Regions from separate parts of the Sus scrofa genome. Here regions 1 and 2 are each linked to region 3. Evidence: chromatin contacts called from public HiChIP or PLAC-seq data. All regions are on one chromosome and are shown on one strand. Each heading gives the region's core, a stretch centred on a gene start, on an enhancer-like site or on the middle of the called end of the contact. The rest is flanking DNA. Distances are from core to core; before and after follow the strand shown.

The links. HiChIP or PLAC-seq counts read pairs in DNA pulled down with a chosen protein or histone mark.
Region 1: a contact with region 3 is called in an H3K27ac HiChIP or PLAC-seq map of skeletal muscle. The contact joins the enhancer-like site here to the promoter of SH3PXD2A in region 3. A contact is called at or near these places in 1 of 5 promoter capture datasets (liver), 8 of 47 Hi-C or Micro-C datasets (liver, psoas muscle, retroperitoneal adipose tissue and 2 more) and 1 of 2 datasets of contacts at active chromatin or transcription factors (skeletal muscle).
Region 2: a contact with region 3 is called in an H3K27ac HiChIP or PLAC-seq map of skeletal muscle. The contact joins the enhancer-like site here to the promoter of SH3PXD2A in region 3. A contact is called at or near these places in 4 of 5 promoter capture datasets (fetal liver, liver and skeletal muscle), 6 of 47 Hi-C or Micro-C datasets (embryonic fibroblasts, liver, psoas muscle and 1 more) and 1 of 2 datasets of contacts at active chromatin or transcription factors (skeletal muscle).

The regions. Positions count from the first base shown.
Region 1 is chr14:114,700,765-114,705,193 of Sscrofa11.1, forward strand. The region is part of intron 2 of SH3PXD2A (SH3 and PX domain-containing protein 2A); the gene reads right to left. Among named protein-coding and RNA genes, the nearest start is that of SH3PXD2A, 74 kb to the right of the region's middle. Within about 2 kb of position 2,152, at least 9 of the 83 cell types and tissues checked have an H3K27ac peak or open chromatin away from gene starts, as enhancers often do. A contact at or near this core is called in skeletal muscle, where this site is marked.
Region 2 is chr14:114,667,317-114,671,711 of Sscrofa11.1, forward strand. All of the region lies in intron 3 of SH3PXD2A (SH3 and PX domain-containing protein 2A), which reads right to left. Among named protein-coding and RNA genes, the nearest start is that of SH3PXD2A, 110 kb to the right of the region's middle. Within about 2 kb of position 1,740, at least 22 of the 83 cell types and tissues checked have an H3K27ac peak or open chromatin away from gene starts, as enhancers often do. A contact at or near this core is called in liver and skeletal muscle, where this site is marked.
Region 3 is chr14:114,775,271-114,780,137 of Sscrofa11.1, forward strand. It overlaps SH3PXD2A (SH3 and PX domain-containing protein 2A), which reads right to left and starts at 1,981. Exons shown (of 15, transcript XM_021072762.1): 1 at 1,419-1,981. The coding sequence starts at 1,490.

The DNA.
Region 1 (4,429 bases), core at 902-3,401, 74 kb before region 3:
TGGCACTGACACTCCCCGTGGAGAACGAAGTCACCTAAGAAAAGCCTGCCCATACTGGGGTGGTGGTTCCAGCAGGGTCCTGGCTGAGGTTTCTCTGGTCCCTCCTGGTGGGGGGTTTCTCACTATCCCTTAGCTTCCCCAGAGACCCCTGACATGGTCTCAGAGCTGCCTGCCACTTCTGTCTCCCATACAAACCTCTAAGCACCATCAACAAAGGGTGAGAGGCCCTGACGTCGGTGAAGAGGGGAGGAAGGTGGACGGACCCCTACCTTCTCTGTCCGGCTTAACCACACCCCAGTCTGAGTGTTTCTCCATTCCACTCATCCTGATTATCCCTGCAAATGGCCCAGAACTGTGGTCCCCAAAGTGCCCCAGCTGCTGTGTGATCAAAGTCAAGCCAAAGTTTGGGACAAAGACAGCATGTTCCTGGCAGAGACAAGACCAAGACAGATGCTTGGTAGTCCTAGGTCCAGGATGCTGAGGCAGAGAAATTCCAGAGCTGGTCCCCAGGCGCTGCCTTAACCCTCCTCTTGGAAAGAAAGGGATGCTTCCAGTGGACAATCCAACATTGCATTTCCTCCTCCCCTTTCTCCATTGCATCTCGTTTCCCTATTTTTTCTCTATTCCAAGCCCCATCCTTATTCCTTCCCTCCAAGTCTTGTGCAAAAGAAAAAAGCAAAGAATGGGCTAAAGAAGGCTGGGGTCAGAGGGCAGAGTTCAGCTCTTCCCTGTGGCCTGGCCCTGGCAAGAGCTCACTTCTCCCTTGTTTAGGAGTGACCCTGAAGCTTCTGGAAGTGAAACCTATGCTGTTAGGTGAACCTGGGAAAATCCCAGCAGACCCAGGGAACTCCTGCCAGGGGTGCTGCTGGGTAGGTCACCTGCCACTCTCTCACATCCTTCCCTGTGAGATATTCCACAGCACAAGAGACCAAAACAGACCTTTGAAGGTTCTGTTGAGGCGAGTGCTAAGTCCACACCATCCTGATGCTACTGCAATCTGCTCCCTTCTGATGGTTCATTTCATCACAGCTTTGAGGCTTTTGTTGGCTCTCTGCCTCCCATAGGACACAAGCCCATTCATGAACTCTGCCCTGACTGACCTTGTCAATTGCATGTCCCCAAATACTGAATGACCTGCGTGCATCCTCTGTGGATGGAACATGCTGTTCCACAGCTCTGTGCCTTTGCACATTCTGTTCCTTTTATCTAGAATGCCCCACCCCACATGATCTCTTTCTGTCACCACTTCTGAGGGCTATGCACAGGTTTAGCCCTCATTTCCTCTCCTCTCCAGATTGCTTCTGTTGGGTCACACATCTGGAACTGCACTTAATACTATATTGTACTTATTTGTTTTTACACCTGCATCCTTGTAAACCTCTTGTAAGCAATGTCTATGCCTTGATATCAAGTGCCTGCTATCCATCACAGTGTCTTGGCATGTAGCTGGGCATGCAAAAAGACTACATTTCCCAGTTTCCCTTGCTGAGGGGTACAGTCATGTGACTGAATTCTGACCAATGGAATATGAGCAGGCAACCCATATAATCTCCCTACAATCTTTCATACTCTCTCTTCCCTTTCATGCTGGGTGGATACAGAGATTCATGGGGGATGGAGTCCCTAAATGGGACAATCTAGGTTCCTTGACTGACTACCTGGAATAGAGCCTTCCAGTAACTTGTTTTGGTCTTGACTCAGAAAAACAATAAACCTCTATTGTATCAAGTCACTGAGAGTTTGTCACACAGAATCAACCTGCCCTAACACAAAGGAGCTCTCAGTCAAGGTCTGTTGAACCAAACTTAAAGAGGAAAGACTTAATATAAAATGCAGTACCCCACTCCCTGCCGTTAGATCCAGTCAAGTCAGGCATCACATCCTACATGATTGAACTATTCCTGAAACCAAGCCATCCCCTCTCCTCCCCCTGCCCTATCCACCAAATCACACACACACAGTATTCAGAATGCCAAGCGTTCCCCTGGAAGGACAGAGAAGGGTGGGGACTGAGGACGTGCCAGACGACCTGTAAGAATTGCCTTAGGTGAATAAGCCCCACCTTGAGATCCTGGTTTCACAAGTCTGAGAAGGTACAGGGAGGCTCCTCCCCCTCCCCCTACAGGCATCACACCCCTGACATGTGACCATTCAAGCTCACAGAAACACTTCTAGGAACACACTGTCCCTCTGAGGCAGCCCACACCACCCTTGACCGCTTCTGGGAAGTGCTGGACAGCCTTCCTCTCCAGATGCACCAGGCCAAATTCCTACCTGGTCACAAAGGAGAGAAAGATCACATTTGACAAAGAAAGAAATGGAGGAGGGCTTCAAATGTATTTTTCCAATACTCCCTGTCCTTACTACTCAAGATGTGACCCTGAGACTAACCCTATCAGGGCCTGAGAGCTTGCTGGAAACACAAAATCTCAAGCCCCAGGCAGATCTGCTGAATCAGGGTCTGCATTTTAACGAGATGCTAATTGGGCACCTTAAAATTTGAAAGCCCTCACTCTGCTGCCAGGATTCTAGCTAATCTTTCTTTTCCTTCATAAACCAAAGATATTATTTCCATGCATAGACTTTTCTTTTATTAAAAAATGTATATTTTTCCCAAGGCAAAAATTTTCTTCTATAGCAATTCTTATAAATATTTTAGAGCAAATACGAAAATAGTTTGTGTAAGTAACAGGCACATGGTAACAAAATTTCAAACAATACAAGAGCATTCAAAATGGAAAATAAGATTTTCCTTTGGAAAATATGACTTGTAGTCTCCTGTCACTAAACCTGTGCTATCCCAAAGAAAATATAACTAAAAACAAGAAGAGAAAGAGGTACTTCAAACCTCATTCTCATTCTCTCTTATTAGAGCATCATTTTATCTTTTTTATAAAGATAATTGGGAATTTAATCACATATTTCTTACAAATAAGAATATCTTCCCCTTGAAGATATTCCTGTTGGAGCCTGTGATTCAGGATAAGCACAGGATTAAGAATAGAAGAAAGTGACTCTATTTTTTTTTTTTTTTTTTTTTTTTTTTGGTCTTTTAGGGCTACACTGGTGGCATATGGAGGTTCCCAGGTTAGGGGTCTAATCGGAACTGGTGTAGCCACCAGCCTACACCACAGCCATAGCAACGCGGGATCTAAGCTGCATCTGCGACCGATACCATATCTCGTAGCAACGCCGGATCCTTAACCCACTGAGCGAGGCCAGGAATCGAACCTGCGTCCTCATGGATACTAGTCGGGTTCATTAACCACTGAGCCACAACGGGAAATCCTGTACTCTAATATTTTTAAAGTTGAAAGTTACTTTCTGTCCCAGCTAATCCTTAACAAGTGTTCCCAATACTAAGTCTAGCCTATAAGCAAAGATGAGCATTCAGGAGAAGGAACAGGAGCTATTAGCAGACCTTTTCTCTGGTGTGGAGAAGGAGATGCAGGCCTCTGAACCCATTCCCTGCACTGAGTGCCCACCTGCCCTGCATCCATCCATTCACTGGACTGCAATTTCCTGAGCACCTGCTAGGTGTCGGCCACTGTTCTAGGCACTGGGACAACAGAAACAATGAACGAGCAAGATTTTGCTCTCCTAACACTCACATCCCAGCAGGGATGAGATGTAAACAACAGACAGAGCTCAATAAGATAATAATATTGTGATACATGTCTTGAAGACAACTAGAATGTGACAGCGTGGCAGGGCTGGGGGCGGGGGGAGCTCTCTGAAGAAGTGATCAAAGAAAGGCCTCTCTGAGAAGTGTCACCTGAGTGCCTAGAAGGAGTCAGCTGCTTGAAGACCTGGGGGAAGGGAGTTTCAGGCAGAGGGAACAGCAATGGCAAGGGCCTCGAGGCTGCACTGCACCTAGTGTCCCAAGATCAAGCGGGAGAGTGGCGAGCTGAGAGCCAGGGAAGGAGGGTGACAGGAGGAGTCTGGAAGGGCGGGTGAGGGCCCACCACACAGGGTCCTGGCGCAGGGTAAGGGGTTGGGAGTTCATTCCCCAAAGAAAGGGAGGTATTCAGAAAGGTTACAAATGGGGCCATAATCCAATCTGATTTATTTTTAGAAGGATCACTGGTTGGGGGGATGACAAGAGTGTGAGTGGGGAGATCCCTGAGGAGGTGGCTCAGCTGCCCAGGTAGGACAAGAGGTGGCTGGACCAGGGTGGGGGTGGAGTATTTGGAGAAGAGGGCAGAGCTGGGCTGCATCTTTAGGGCAAGCAGACTTGCCTTTAAGTTGGATATGGTACATGACTGGCCAGGCTTTTTGGGGAGTTGGGGGGGTCTCAATTGTATTTGAATCCCCCTGGTACCTCTGATGCTCCTAACAGCTGACCTGGGCAGCCCAAGTGCTCCAATCTGGCCTGATGGCATTAACAGCGGGCATGCACTGCTGCCTTGACAGCTCCCTTCCTGGTCAC
Region 2 (4,395 bases), core at 490-2,989, 110 kb before region 3:
CAACCATCTGGATATCAGCTCTTCAGAAGGGAGCTCCTTGCAGCTTCGCAAGTTACCACGGGAGAGGAGGGATCAGCAGGAAGTATACTCAGGGCTGGGGTGTAAGCTGACTCAGCACAGAGAAGGGGGGTGCAGGCAGAGAGCAGAGCAAAGGAGACTCACATGTCCTGCAGCAGAGCCACCTGAGGACAGGCAGGGTGGCAGCACAGACGCCTCGCCCTTTGCAGCTTACAGTGTGTCCTAGGCATTACACACTTGGACTGCCCTCATAAACCACGATGAACCCATTTGGCAGATGATGAAACAGACCCTGGAGGCCTGTGGCTGGGCCTCGTGGCACAGCTTCCACACAGGTGTGGCGCCCTCTTGTTTCTGGACAGCTTTGTGACAAGAGACATGCTCCAGAGTTCCCTGGTTCCCCAACTTCTGTCTGCCCGGCCTGCTGGGGCAACTCAGCCCCCACATACCCCACCTGCTTCACACACTCCTTGTTGCTGTTAAACATCCACGCTCAGCCATGCTTAGGTCATGGCCCCTGCTGTCCACTTGCTGCATCCCAAGCCCTGATCTGCCCCCGCCTGGCCTCTGCAAAGCAGCCTTCTTGGGCCACCTAATCTCAGATGCCCCAGGTACACGGCCTAGCCATTTTTCTTTCTGGCCCTTAGTACTACTGGAAATTGTTCATTCGTTTGCTTCCTGACCCCCCACTGGAAGGTGAACGTCCTAGGAACCGTGGCCCAGTCTACCCCGTTCACATCCCCAGCATACAGCTTGGCCTGGCGCACACACAGTAGGTGCTCAGTTAATACCTGCGGCAGGAACAAACACATGCAGCTCTTCCACGTAGCGTTCAGAATCTGCTACCAACAGCAGACCTTGGGAACCACCCGCCCCAGATTACAGAGTGAGAAGATGATTTTGGGGGTGAGGGGCAGTAATTTACAGCAAGAGAAGACCCAGTACTTCCAGAGAAGGTTAGAGGAAAGTTGCTTTTAAAACAGCACACAGTGCCTCTCAGGCCTATAATCTTGTTTATCTTTTGAAAACCCTGGCATTACCGGTAGACACTATTTTTCCTTCTTCATCACGTACAAAGTTTGCCTTTTCTTGCCATTCCAGGTCATCTGTGGGGCTCAGAAGCCTCTCAGGTCCTCTCCCCTAAGGGCTGCAGTACCTGCCAGCATCTCTGAGCTGCTGCCTCCCTTACAGCCTTCCTGGCTCTTTGGGGAGGGCTTTCTCAGGCCAGCGCCTGGTAGAGACACACAGAAACACCTACAGCCCATGGTGAGAGCCAGCTCCCCATCAGGCCATAGCCCAGCTCTAGTTAAAGACATCCCTTCCCCCTGCTTCCTTCTGTGCTGGAACAAACACCGGATCTGCTGCATAGGGCTCTGGGGGGGGCGGGGGCAGGGAGAGGAAGGACCCAGACACTGTGCTTATAATTCACCCAGCACCCTTCCACACTGGGGCTCTAGGCTGCCTCTTCACTTAGGGGGTGGTATGTAAACTGGTGAGTCGGTACCAAAGAACCAAGCATGTGTGCTGTCTAAAAATACATTCCTCTAAGCTTGTAAGGTCATGAGGCTGTCCACAGGCTGGCAGCACCTCCTTTGATTATGGTGATAGGTTCACGTTCTTTCTAAGCTAGCAGCTTCTCCATGCCTCACCAATCCAGGAGCACGTATACCTGTGGGTAGGGCTGACTCTGCTATTAAGATAAAAGGGCCTTCTGGAAGCTCGGAGGTCCAGTACCAGCCAGCACAGAGACACAGATGGCTTGCAAGTGGGAGGAGACTTCGTACAGCCTTTGCTGAGTGAGTTCACTGCTTTCTGCTCCACTGCCTGGCTTCTGAGGTCCCTCAGTCCCTGGTCACAGTGGTTTGCTTTTTATATCAGCAACTACACACTCTACTTCACTTTGCAATGACCATTTCCTCCTAGGGAGCCTCCTCGGGCTGGCAAACTCAAGATATACAGGAAATCTATTCCAATCCCAGGATGGGCAACAGGAGATGGATTTTCTACAATAGTCTTTTAAAACAAGGCAGAAAGTTTCATGTAAACAGTAGGCTGCCCTATGAGGCTGCTGACCCCATCATGCTTGGGCCAGTATCCTAAAGAACTTCACTTCTGCCCAACTTTCCCTAAAGCAAGAGAGCCAAGAAAGCGTAAGATACACTTGTGAGACAATTCTCTCTGGCTCTCTTGCATTTCGGCATGTCTTGTCCATAATGCCCTAACTGCCTTTTGTCCTGGATTATCTTTCCAAAGGTGTTTGCATAGCAAACAGCTTTAGAAGACAGAGGCAGTGTCTTGCTCTGGAGCAAACAGCAGGTTTGCACAGAGCCTTGGGAGACTGGGATGGTTTCTCTCCAGGGCAAAAGGGGTAAGTTTGTTTACTGCCCATTATAAAAGATGTGGGCTCCCTGAGACTTGATTCCTCTCCTATAATGTAACCCACTGCATGTTCAGGCATTGCTCTGGGCCCACCACGTCATGCCATGAGGGATTTAGAGGCAACGGAAGCTCACACAAATGTTCCGATATTCATCCTGCTTGCTCCGCCATCGTGAAGTCTTTTGTCTCTGACCCAGGAATCTCATGTTTTCTGCTGGCATCCATGAACGTGGGGTAAGCTAACTTAATTGGCTTGCCAACAGGGTAAAATCTCAGATCTTTCACAGTGTGTGGAGTAGTTGTGCTCCTAGTGGGGTCAATACTGCTGCCCAGTCTCCAAACCCAGGTCTGCCCTATTTCCAGCAAACTCAGAAGTTCCAAATTATAAAATATATGGAGGTGACCAATAATCACAGAAAAAGAACAATGGATATTAGATGTATGGAAACTGGTGAGTGAGCACAAAAGATAATTATGTAAAATATTCATCACAAGGCTACATATCTGTGCAAGATTATATGTATGTGTGTGATGACATGAATATGAGGTAAATACGAAAGATATGTAAAAATAAAAAAATAAAACTATACATAAACCAAAGAAAGAATTATTTTTTTAAAATGCTCTGCTTTGTAAAAGGATTTATTGGGTGCCTCTTCTAAAAGGAATAGCATTTAGGACACCTCAAGTTGATGTGATTTGTCCCCAGTAGCAAAATTTATACAGTTTTCAGGAATAAGCCTTAATGTAAAACAAGGTTCAGGTTGTGATGATGCTTGTACAACTATAAATATAATAAAATTCATTGAATTAAAAACAGAATAAATAAATAAAACAAGGTTCACCCCTACTATTCTGTTGGAGGTGAGAATGCCAAGAGGTCAGGGCTGGGCGTGGAACTTCTCAGGTACTATTGTCAAACCACTGCCTCCTTCCTAAGTCCAGCTGGCATGCTTGCTTACAAGCCCTCTCCCCCTCCTTACCATAAAAATCAATTACTTGGATCTGTAGTTGTAGTTAAGGGAACTGCACCAATATATATTTTGTGAGTTTGATAATGTATTGTAGTTACACAAGATATTAGCACTGGGGGAAGCTGGACAAGGGGTATACATACAGCTCAGTGGTTACAGGATGATGGAAACTGATCCGACCTCTCCTTTAATTGTGAATAATGCCAGCCACCCTATAGTTAGGTAGTAAAATTGGAGGGGAGGAGTACAGAATGCCTAGGAATTTTCCAACATCTTATGAATATAATTATTTCAAAATACTGTTTACAAAAATGCTGTGACTTAAGAAATCGAATAACCAATCTTGTTAGCATCATAATTAAATGAAGTCAGTACTCTGAAAAGCCCTGGGGCTATCCTATTTTTAATCATATTAAAATAGTATGCACTAAATGGTTTAAGTGCCACACACATACAAAAATCAATGACTCCGACTGCAGTGACCTCAACCACTCAACGATAGGAGAGGTCCTTTAGAGGTCCCCAGAATCCCATGAGGTTCTGGTCACCTCACCGCCCACACGGTGCCCTCCTGAAGCATGAGGCAGCAATGGCAGCCAGAGGGACCACCAGGACACTGACTCCTCAGGCAGCAGGGAGGAGACATGGAGGCAAGAAAGGAGAGGCAGAGACAGTCTAGCCGAGGCTGGCTGTAGCAGCTCCTCCCTGCCGAAGGAAAGACCGGCATGGGAGGAAGGATCCCAGCTCTGCCACTTAATGGCTAAGTGATGGTGGAAAGTGAACTGATTTCTCTCTAAAATGCGGATAATGCCACCCACCCTGCAGTGAGAACTGGAGAGAAAGTTTGTAGAGCACCTAGCAGAAGGCAGGGCACACAGGAGGAGCTCATAAAAGGCATCTGTATAGAAGGGAGAATGGGCCCAATTCAGGATCCATCAACGAGGATGTGTCCACTCCCGCAACAGAAATCTGAGAGAAGCAGGGGAGGGCCTGTCTCAAAGGGTCAGCCAAAAAGAGCCAGGGG
Region 3 (4,867 bases), core at 731-3,230:
GGATAAAGACAGAAAGAGTAGCCTGAGGCTGACATTAGCACAAATCCCAGTCCCCTTCCAAAAAGGAAATAAAAGGCATTTCAGGGATCAAGGTACTGTCTAGGGCTGCAACCAACAGCCTGTTTTAATTGTTATAAATTAATGCTTTGAGCATTCACTTTATTTTTATTTTTTTGTCTTTTTGCTATTTCTTTGGGCCACTCCCGCGGCATACGAAAGTTCTCAGGCTAGGGGTTGAATCGGAGCTGTAGCCCTCGGCCTACGCCAGAGCCACAGCAACGCGGGATCCAGCCGCGTCTGCAACCTACACCACAGCTCACGGCAACGCCGGATCGTTAACCCACTGAGCAAGGGCAGGGACCGAACCCGCAAATCTCATGGTTCCTAGTCGGATTCGTTAACTACTGCGCCAAGACCGGAACTCCTGAGCATTCATTTTAAATGTTCCTTTAAGTGCCTAATTTGCAAATAAGATGCAGTCCTTAGGCTTTGGGTGCCCTGCTGTCCGTCTCTCCTATCTCAAGTACAGCGGCAAAGCTGCTCAGACTGGAGTCCTCAGGCGTCAAGGACAATGTTTACTTCCTAAGGTGGGAAAGATGGGAAGAGAGGACGGGCTGAAAGGAAAGGGAGACCCGTCCCACAGGCCCGGAGCTCGGCTCAATCAACTCTAGCCCCTTCTCATTAAGTTTGAAGAAGGAAGGGGGAGGGGCGGCCGGCTGTTCCTCGGAGACCACAGCAAACATTTGCCGCCTCCTGTCTGGAAATGGAGCATCACTTAAGAGGAAATGAACCCGGTTAAGGGTCACGTCCAGAGGAGGGATAAAAGGAAAAGCCACATTTCTCCTCACACCGACCGACACAATGACTTTAAGGAAACCAAAGCTCGGGGCTGAGAGTGGAGGTGGGGCATGGGGCGCGGCGGCTTCCCTCTGACCCCAGACCCAGGCCTAGGGAGGCAGAGACCAGAGCAAAAGTGGGGGGCTTGCGCGAGGCTTCCTTTCCCAGGGCAAGCCTCTGAAAGCATCTCGGTCTGTGAGCGTGAGCGACCCGAACCCCTTGGGATGACCGGGAGGATGTTCCTTCCCAACGGAGCTGCCCAGCGAGGGTTTGACGAACGCTCCCCCCCACCCCCATCCATCAAAGCTCAGGCGGACAGATGACTTCACCGTTGTAACAGACAAGGGCAGCCACTTGCCAATTCCAATGCCAAAAAAAGAAAACGGGCCTGGGGGGAGTGGAGGAAGGTCAGAAAAGGCTTCCCTGGAAATCAGAGCCCAGCGAAGAAACTCCATCACTGACGGCTGCCCTATGGGCACTTGGCTCTAGACTCAACAGCGGTTAGGGGCACAGGGCTACCGGGGGCCCTCTGGGGGTTCCTGGCCAGCCCCTCCGCAGGGGTCGGTAGGGGCCGTACTCACATAATGCTTGGAAGGGTTCCTCCGCTTCTCCACGTCCACCACGGTGGCATCTTGCACGCAGTAGGCGAGCATCTTCCCCTACAAAGCGAGTGGCGCCCCCCGGCGGCGTCACCTTCTCATCCCGGTCGGGCTCCGGCTCCTTCCCCCGCTTTCCGGGTCTGTGGGGCCACCCGCCACCCCGGTCCGGCGCGCCGCTGCCCGGGCTTCTGGCGCCCACAGGTACGGCTGCTGGGCGGAGACGGTATGGAGGGCACGCGGGCTCCGTGTGCCCGGGTGGCTCCCGGTGGGCCTGCCGCGAGCCCCTTCCCTCCCGCGCCGCCGCCGCCGCGGCTCTTCTGCTCGCCCGCCCGCTCTCTCCGCCGCCCGGTGGGTCCGGCGGGAACTGGCGAAGCAGAGGAGGGGCGGGGGTGTGTCCCGTGGGCAAGGGGACGGGGCGGGGGCCCCAGAGCCTGCTGACAGCGCGCTGGGGAGGGGCCAGCGGCGCCCCTTGGCCGCGCTGCGGCTCCGGGGGGCTCGGCGCTCGCGGAGGCTGTGGGCGCAGGAGGCGGAGGCAGGGCCGGGCAGGCAGGGAAGGGAAGGGAGGGGAGAGAGGGGAAGCGCGCGGGGAGGGGCTCCGGGCCCGGGGGAGGGGCTCGGGGCGACGGGGAGGGGGCTGCTGCCTGGCCGGAGAGGCCAGGGCAGGCTCGCGCGCCCCCACTGCGCCGAGAGCGCGGCCAGCGGCCTGGCGCGACGCTGTGCTAGTTCCCCCGGCACCGAAACTCAGGGTGGCTTCGGAGGGAGGAGGGGCGGGGGGAAGTGAACCCAGCGCGCCTCTACCCTGGCTTTCCTTCTGGGAGCGGATTTTTGCCATTCTGTCCTCACCTTTACGGCCCCCTCCCACTCCTATCTCCCACATCTTTTTAATGAAAAAGTAGGTTATTACTCGGCTGTTACTGTCCAGGCCCTCCGAGCTGAACAAGGAATGGGGAAGGAACCGGCATTAAATCCTTCAAGCCAGAGCCTGTTTTGAGGAACCACCTGCCCCCCTGCGGGTCACAAAGGGTAAATTCTCCCCGGAAATGTGATCGATCTGCTGCCCGAGTTGTCCATCGATCTGGGCCTGGTAACCAATCTGTGATATCATTTACCAGTGAGGTTACAAAGCTGCATAACACCACTGCCTTAAACCCAGAGCTTCCTGGGGACCCACCCTCCTCAGGCCTGTGAGGAGGGAAGGGAGCACACAGTGGTGGGAAAATCCACCGGGTTGGGGGCCAGTGATGAGCTGACCCCAGACTCTGGCTTTCTCACCACCATTCCCTCTGGTCTGAAAAACAGACTTTCCAAATCATTTGTCTGTCCCTGGACTTGGGACACAATTGCTATTTAATGCAATTTTACATCACCCCCCCATCTATTTCAACATTTTTTTTTGCATTCTAGTTTCAAATATTTAAAGAAGTAGTATTTTCACAACTAATCCTATTGTTTCACAGTCACAATAAGCTTTGTGGCCGTGGACCAATGTGAAGCATCTGAAATGGACGCCAAGAGTTTGACAACATAATCGTACCAATACTTTGTTCTCTGCACTGTCGGAACCCATGTAGCAATCTAGGACTTCATTCACACATTTGCTTGGTACAGAGTACCCCCACTATCCCTCCAACTTTCTTGGGGAAGGATGCTGGAACACCAAATGATGCTGCTATCCAAATATGTGACCTGGAGCAAATCACTTCATACCACAGGCATTAGAGTCACTTTAAGGTTCTCACTTCTGAAATGTGGGTGCTGAACTGGATGGTCTTTTAAGATTCTTCCCTATGTACACTCCAAACTCTTCGTAGTTTTAGTAGTTACACCTGTGGAGATAGTTTTGAGTTAAATAATTTTTTCATAATTAGCATGTACAGCTTTTGACATTTAAAAAATAAATATTTTAGGAGTTCCTGTCATGGCTCAGTAGTTAACAAATCTGAATAGGAACCATGAGGTTGCGGGTTTGATCCCTGGTCTTGTTCAGTGGGTTAAGGATCCGGCATTGCAGGGAGCTGTGGTGTAGGTCAAAGATGCGGCTTGGATCCCGTGTTGCTGTGGCTCTGGCGTAGGCTGATGGCTACAGCTCCCATTAGACCCATAACCTGGGAATCCCCATATGCCACAGGAGTGGCCCTAGAAAAGGCACAAAGACAAAATAAATAAATAAATAAATAATATTTTAAAAAATGCCTTCTCTAGGAGTTCCCGTCGTGGCTCAGTGGAAGGGACTCTGACTAGTATCCACGAGGACGTAGGTTCGATCCCTGGCCTCCCTCAGTGGGTTAAGGATCCAGCGTTGCCGTGAGCTGTGTTGTACGTGGCTCAGATCTGGCATTGCTGTGGCTGTGGCATAGGCCAGCAGCTGTAGCTCCAATTTAGCCCCTAGCCTGGGAACTTCTATATGCTGTGGGTATGGCCCTGAAAAGACTAAGTAAACAAACAAATAAATAAATAAAATAAAATTTCTTCTCTAGAATTCTAGAATTTTAGGATTTATTGAGTACTTATTGACATTAAGAAACAGATGAAAGAGTTCCTGCTGTAGTACAGTAGGTTAAGGATCCTGCATTGCTGCAGCTGTGGCATAGGTTGCAGCTGTGACTTGGATTTGATCCCTGGCCTGGGAACTTCCATATGCTGTGGATGTAGCCACAAAAATAGAAAAAGAAAAAAGAAAAAGGAACAGAAGAGTGGGAGAATTCAGTTGATGTTTGTGGACCCAAAAACTGAATGCAATTAACAAATTTTTGTCCCTTCCCTCAAAGAGGAGAGAGTCCAGTTGAGAAATGGGGTTATCATTAAGACTGCATCAAAAAAAAAAAAAAAAAAAACAATAAAACTAGTGTATCAAATAAAATGTGCATTGGGATGCCAGAATCGGAAGCCTGGAGTAATTCAGGAGAACTTCATGGAGGAGGCAGTCCCTGGGCTGGGGACTGGAGGATGGGCAGAATTTGGCGTACCTTGGAATACTCTGCCTCCTCTGAACTCCTCCAAGCCAACTGTATTTGCCCTGACTTGTTTGATTTGTGTGTATTTGTCCATAACATGCTTCGTCTCCTCTGGAAGCACCTGGTGCACAAGGACTGGCTGTAAGTTATCTTCTTTGCCCTCCTCAAGTAGCCACGTACCATACGTCATACACAGTAGTGGTCACTGTACAAGGCTGCAAGGCTTTCTGGAAATGCTAATTAAGCCTGAGATGCCCCTGGTGAGGGGAGCTGGTTTTCAATTGTTGGAAGGAAAGAGGAGGGGGTGGGCTTGCCCTAGTCCCCTTGTGAGTCAGAGCACTCCCCCAAAAGGCATCGTGGTTTCCCAGTCACCCTCCTTCTGGATCAGGATCTGAACATGGCTCTAAGCATAAGTGATGTGGGGGAGACAGGGAGGGGTTCAGGCTCCCCTGTTGTCCTTGTGTCCTGGTGCTCGCC